Linked DNA regions of Mus musculus: region 1 is linked to region 2. Evidence: chromatin contacts called from public promoter capture Hi-C data. All regions are on one chromosome and are shown on one strand. Each heading gives the region's core, a stretch centred on a gene start, on an enhancer-like site or on the middle of the called end of the contact. The rest is flanking DNA. Distances are from core to core; before and after follow the strand shown. Region 1 holds the start of Tspyl5 (testis-specific protein, Y-encoded-like 5). Region 2 has its middle 7.8 kb from the start of Gm32383.

Evidence for each region. Promoter capture Hi-C pulls out the DNA fragments that hold promoters and counts their contacts.
Region 1: a contact with region 2 is called in a promoter capture Hi-C map of hippocampal neurons, with 4 times the contacts expected there. The contact joins the promoter of Tspyl5 here to the enhancer-like site in region 2. A contact is called at or near these places in 5 of 39 promoter capture datasets (the 3T3-L1 cell line, cranial neural crest, hippocampal neurons and 2 more).

What each region holds. Positions count from the first base shown.
Region 1 is chr15:33,686,047-33,689,473 of GRCm38.p6, reverse strand. It overlaps Tspyl5 (testis-specific protein, Y-encoded-like 5), which reads left to right and starts at 1,591. Exons shown (of 1, transcript NM_001085421.1): 1 at 1,591-3,427. The coding sequence starts at 1,677. The coding sequence ends at 2,897.
Region 2 is chr15:31,626,209-31,629,671 of GRCm38.p6, reverse strand. No RefSeq gene overlaps it. Among named protein-coding and RNA genes, the nearest start is that of Gm32383, 7.8 kb to the left of the region's middle. Within about 2 kb of position 2,156, at least 38 of the 459 cell types and tissues checked have an H3K27ac peak or open chromatin away from gene starts, as enhancers often do. A contact at or near this core is called in hippocampal neurons, where this site is marked.

The DNA of each region.
Region 1 (3,427 bases), core at 342-2,841, 2.1 Mb before region 2:
TCCAGGGACTAAACCACCAACCAAAGAGTATACATGGACAGACCCATGGCTCCAGCTGCATATGTAGCCGAGGATGGCCCTGTGGCATATCAATGGGAAGAGAGACCCTTGGTCCTGTGAAAATTCAATGCCCCAGTGTAGGGAAGAATTCAATGCCAGAATAGGGAAGCAGGAGTGGGTGGGCTGGTAAGCAGGTGGGTAGGAGGGATGGGATAGGGGGAAACAAGGAAAGGGTATAACATTTTAAATGTAAATAAAGAAAATATCTAAAATAAATAAAAATAAAAGCTGGCCGAGAGCTTGTTAACATTTAGTTGCTGATCTAGTAGTTCTTGTGCACCTTGAGCAAGCTTCCATATCCTGCCCAACGGCTAGGCTTACTTCTCTGTTTTTCACTGCAAGGGTGTTGTGGTGTTTGAACCTGGAAGATCCACTCAGAAAGTTTCTCTTCACATTTGTCATGCATTCCCTCAGTACTCATGGTGCTGTAGCCCTGCTATAGGATATGAGGTTTCTTTAGGAGTGCCAGACAGGTTTTCTGGCTGATTCTCTGTAGGCTATGAAAAATTTCTAGGGCTCCCTCCCTCACTACTCCTGTAAACCCTCTGTCTCAAAAATCTCACCTGGAAATCCTTCTCTACTCCTAGAATGGTATTTTTATTCTATGTGTGTCCTATCCCAATTACAGGAGCTTGGACTCAGGCCTGTTATTTCTGGCTCTGGACTGGGATTCACAGCGTTACTCTGTGTAGACCTGAGGCAGCTGGAGGATTTGTGCCTAGGCAAGGAGTTTGGAATTTGTTAACATGCTGAACAGCTTAGGAGTCACCATAGCCATTTGCAAAGGGCCAACAGATTATGGTAGCATGGTAACATAATTAGGCCAAGCCTTTTTCTCCTTCGCTGTATAGTCTCCAGAATGTTCCTTAGTATCCCTCTCCTCTCCACCTGCTCTTCCTCCTCCTCACTAAGGACTGAATCCTCCTCCTCACTAAGGACTGAATCCAGGACTTCCCACATGCTGAGTAACTGTTTTATCACTGAGATGTAACTAACACCAGCCCTCAGTTGCCATTTTATCAGGAAACTGGGAACAAGAATACCTCCTTCAAGAACAGAGATAATGTAAAATTAGTATTCAGTAAAATGCCTTGTATGTTACTTTTTTATTCTTTCTAAGTCATTTTACATAAATATTATGGTTCTGGCTTTCACATTCCCTAGAGTTGAATCGTTGGGACAAATCTTACAGTAGAATAATTATGTAATGAGACAGACATGCCGATGACCAATTAATTATGAGAGATGTCACAGAAAATAACAGAAGAGGAAAAATACTTAGAAAATTGATGGAGACGGTAGTGGGTGCCTTTACGATGTCACTGTAGGAGCAATGGCTCTGTCTTATGAACCCCTGGGGACACGCTTGCTATCAATGATAGGAGATGAGTCAGCAACACTACCAAGGCCAAGCACAGGTGGAAACTAACTTTCTAACTGCAAAATAAGACTAAGGGCGTGTAGCATGTGAGGGTGGGCTGGTACGCAGCCGCTGAGCGGAGCCAATCACTGGGTGCAGTGGGTCCTGCCGTGGTGACGTCACGGTTGCCATGGAGAGGCCAGCTTCGTAGAGACCCTGGGCTGGTAGCGGCTTTGAAACCTTGTTCTCTGGCACCATGAGCGGACGGAGTAGGGGTCGAAAGTCTTCCCGCGCCAAAGGCCGGGGCAAAGGCCGGGCCAGAGCCCGGGTCCGGGCCGCTGCGGAAGACGCCTGGCACGACGAAAAGCCACCACAGAGCCCGCGGCTCGGGGAGGACTCCGCGGCCGCGCAGGTGCAGGCCGGCGCAGCTCAAGGAGGCGCCGAACCAGCCGAGCTGCGGGAAGAGGCGGCCTGCCGCCTCCCGCTGGACTGCGGCCTGGCGTTGCGGGCTCGGGCTGCAGACGAGCGCGGGCTGGCGGCCCCTGATCCGGACCTGGAGAGGGCCCGTTCCCTCGCCGAGCGCCTGACCAGCGACACCAGCTTCGTGGGAACCGTGGGAGCCTTGGCGAAGCTGCGACGCGGCTCCCGCATTGGAAATCGGCGAGTCCCCGGGAGGAAGGCCCCAGATACTCGGAGCGCCACGGGGAGGGGACCTCAGGCCACAGTTAGTGGGAAGCCGAAGATGGCCTCTGCGGGGTTGTGCGCCGCTGCTCCAGTGGGGGAGGAAAAAAAGATGACAGAGAAGCATGCTGGGGCAGGGTCTCCCGCGACAGTGGGCAGCATGGATACCCTAGAGACGGTCCAGCTAAAGCTAGAGACCATGAATGCACAGGCTGACAGGGCATATCTCAGGCTTTCACGCAAGTTTGGCCAGTTGCGACTTCACCACTTAGAGCGCCGGAACCTCCTCATCCAGAGCATTCCGGGCTTCTGGGGGCAAGCTTTTCAGAACCATCCCCAGCTGTCAGCTTTTCTGAATACCAAAGATAAGGAGGTATTGAGCTATTTGAACAGACTGGAGGTGGAAGAACTTGGCCTTGCCAGGTTGGGCTACAAAATCAAGTTCTACTTTGGCCGAAACCCCTATTTCCAAAACAAGGTGCTCATTAAGGAATATGGCTGTGGTCCATCCGGTCAAGTGGTGTCTCGTTCAGCTCCAATCCAGTGGCTCCCAGGCCATGATCTACAATCCCTAAGCAAGGAAAACCCAGAAAACAATGGTAGCTTCTTTGGGTGGTTTTCAAATCACAGCTCTATTGAGTCTGACAAGATTGTTGAGATAATTAATGAGGACCTGTGGCCCAATCCTCTACAGTACTACCTGATCAGTGAAGAAGCCCGTGGAGAGAAAGGAAAGGAAGAAAGGCCAGGTCCAGCAAAACTGAGCCCTGCACCTGCAGTGAGGCAGCCCAACTGATCCGACACAGATCTCCCTACCACCTCTTGCTGGACCTGTTAGGCTGACCACGTGGGTTTGGTTGTCTGCCTTCTGTTCATACCATACATGGTAGCCACTTTGGACTTATCTTCAAGAATGTGACATTTGTGATAATATTCTCTGCTTCCCCATGACCTCACCTTGTCACAATAGTGTTGCATGTGTGACATTCTCACTGTTTGTGTATCAATCACTTCTGATATATGACTTTCTCTACACTATCCAGTCCCTGTTCTTGGCTCTGGCTCTTCCCACTTTCCTTTCACCTGGACATTCTGAGTCATTGTCCAGATGGATATTCAAGCTATGCTACTTCATGGCCAGTCAGCTGGGCTTTGTGTCCATTTTAAGCATGCATGTTATCAGTGGCAAGATTTTTCTATTGCTATCACAAAATGAAGCCAGTGCTTTTATTCTGTGGGTATGGAGACATCAACCAAGGTTCTTCCTATTTTGTTTCCCACTTCAGCCTAGGTCCAGCAGACTACTGGTGTGGATGAGGACAAGGG
Region 2 (3,463 bases), core at 907-3,406:
CAAGCTCATTCTGAGTCCAGCGCTCCCCTAATACCAAAAGCAGACAAGTCATCACGAGACTAGAAAACTACATAGCAACATCCTCTATGGCTACAATCACAAATCCTCACCTCAGCACTAGAATGCAAAAACATGCAAAAATTACTCACCATAACCAAGCATCTATTCGAAGAGTAGAAGACTGATTCAATACATGAAGAACTACCAAAGTAATACATCATAGGGACAGAAGGGGAAAACACACGCACATACACAGACATGCACACAGACACACAGAGAGACACACATGCACAGACACACACACATACACACATATACACACCATACATACACACACACACCACAAACATACATGCACATATACCACACATACACACACATACACACATACCACACATACCACACACCACACACACATGCACACACCACACATGCACATACACCACACACACACGCACACACACACGCACACTCACGCACACACTTACTCCACACCTTACTCTGTAAACAAAAATTAACCCAAAGTGAATCACAGACCTAACTGCAAAACTAAAGGTATAAAACTTTTCAAATTAAATATACCAGAAAAAGCTGTGACCTTGACAAAGATTTCTTAGACATACCAAAGGACAGTTCAATTATTTCAAAATTTTAATTAAATTTTAACTATCAAAATTTAAAACTCCTGCTCTGCAAAAAGGCAGTGCTAAATGATAAAGAGGAATACCAGACAGAGAGAAATATTGGCAAAACACAAGCCTGATAAAGAATTTGTCTTCTAATTAAAGCCCTATCAAAGCTCCATAAGAAATAAATAATCCAAAAATTTAAAGACACAAAAGCTTTGCAGAGATAATTCACTCAGTGCAGCAAAAGTGTTCCATGGTGTTAGTCACATCATGAGGTGTTCCATACTGTATGGCTGAGAAGATGTCCCACGGCTTACATCAAAGGAGGCAGTAGAACACACTAGGACAGGTGGGGAGGGCTGAGGTGGGAGCACCCGCCACTCTCCCAAGCTGCTAGACACAATCTGCTGCTGCCTATAAAGCTGGCCTGTCCTGAGCAACCTTTCTCCCAGTCATTTTATTTGTAATCATCAAAAAAAGCAGAAGGAACGAAAAGAAAATGAGTCTCGTTCTACTGATGAACAACAGGTCAGCAAACTGGAGCAACATCCACACGGTGGACCCTACTCAGTGGCACGAAGGAATCTCAAATGCATGGGCCTCAGAAGGAGTCAGTTCAAAGAGCTCATCTCCGTGACGTCACTCAGGCATCATGGGCAAGGCAAAGCACAGGCACAGAAAATGGACCAGTGATTGCCAGGCAGGACCCGGGGACAGAAGCCATCTTCAAAAGGACACAAGGGGATCGTGTAAATAATGGGTTCGTTCTGTGTCTTAATTGTGGTGCTAATTGCATGACTCTGAACTGTCAAAACTCACAGTGCTGAGCTAAACGGTATGAATTTCTCCATGTCAATTATAACTGAAATGTTAAAAGTGTACGGCTTTTATAAATTACTAGAATTGCCTTCAAATGTGAGGTTGCATTTCTGTAGTGTTTGTATGTGTTGCCATTATCGGGCTATGCACAGAAGATGTTCCAATTTCTTAGGGCAGACTATTCATTTGACTGAAGACTGACAGAGAAACATCAAGCCTGCTGGGAAACCTCCTCCCACTGTGGGAAAAGAGTGCTCTGAAATTGCACATCCCCGTCCCTCCTCTCCCGTCACATACAAGCCCAGCATAAAACCTTCTTTCTTGTCTGTGTTCTGGCAATAGTTCATTTGCTTTATCATAATTCATCTGAATTGTTTCATGCTTGCTGGCAGTTTGTAGGATCTGGCCAGTAGTCATCTGGATGATCTGAAATCTCTGTTTATTGATATCAGTCTGGACATAATCTCCTATGTTTGATAGCAGAGTGAGGCTTTCTGCTTGAAGTGAGGAAAAAAAAAAAAAAAAAGCAGAACCATCTGTTTTCCCAGAAACGCTCTCTGCACAGGATCAAATTTCATGTCTTAAGTGGCACCAAATTTTTAAAAAGAAAAAAAAATACATGAAGAAGTAAAGAGCAAACAACCGAACATACAACATCCCCACACATAAGCTGGCTGACCAAGCCGAGGAGAGCATCAATCTACTGCACACTTATCTCATCCGGAGAAGTGCTGAGCGCCGAGCAGCTCCTCTTTGCTTCTAAGCACTAATGGGGGAAATGTTTTCCTCTCATTTACTGAAAATAACAGAAATGCTGTATCAGCAGATGGGCCACGACACAAGACACACACCGGAAACAAGACGCTGCCTGGCACATTGTGAGCAAGACAAAGAGGTTTCCTTAGGGCCTCATTTTTGCAATCTGAAGTTGAATTTTGAAAAAGTAAACTGTGGAAGGAAAGGGCCTCCTCCCCCGGGAAAGAAAGAGTGTGCATACAGACAGAATCCAGAGGTCTAAGACACACACACACTGAAGCCACACCAGACTGGATGTCAGACAGAGGACCAGAGGTCTAAGACACACACACACACACACACACACACACACACACACACAAACACACACACACACACTGAAGCCACACCAGACTGGATGTCAGACAGAGGACCAGAGGTCTAAGACACACACACACACACACACACACACAAACACACACACACACACTGAAGCCACACCAGGCTGAATGTCAGGGAGAGGAAGGTAAGAGCAGCCTCGCTCTCCATCAGATGGAAAACTGTTAAATAGAAGAGAATTAGTTACACGCAAATAAAAGCAGGACTACAGCAAATATGAAATTCATACCTCTCTTGGAATATACTACCCCAGAGTACATATTTTAATTAACATAACAAAGAAAAATGGTTAGTAGTAAAAAAAATTTCTCATAGTTAATCATTTGATAAAAGGAAATTTTTATATAAAAATTCTAAATTTCAGGCCAGTTTGCTGCCAAAGCTGCCAGCCTGAGCTTGACCCCGGGATGTATACAATGAAAGGTCCCAGATCCCACAAGTTGCCCTCTGACCTCCACGTGCTGTACACTACACATAATGAACAAATTAACAGAATTTAACAATTATACATTCCTGGGACTGGAGAGGTGGTTAAGAGCACTGACTGCTCTTCCAGAGGTCCTGAGTTCAATTCCCAGCAACCACATAGTGACTATAGCCATATGTACTGGGATCTGATGCCCTCTTCAGGTGTATCTGGAGACAGTGACAGTGTACTCATGTATGTTAAATAAATAAATATAAATATAAATACATTATAAATTCCTAATTTGAGTCCATTATCTCAGGAAGAAGCTAATGCTGCTAGAACGCTGTCTTAGGGTTTTATTGCTGTGAACAGACATCATGACCAAAGCAACTCCTACAATACAGACAACATTTAATTGGGGCTGGCTTACAGGTTCAGAGGTTCAGTCCATTATCATCAAGGCAAGCGCACA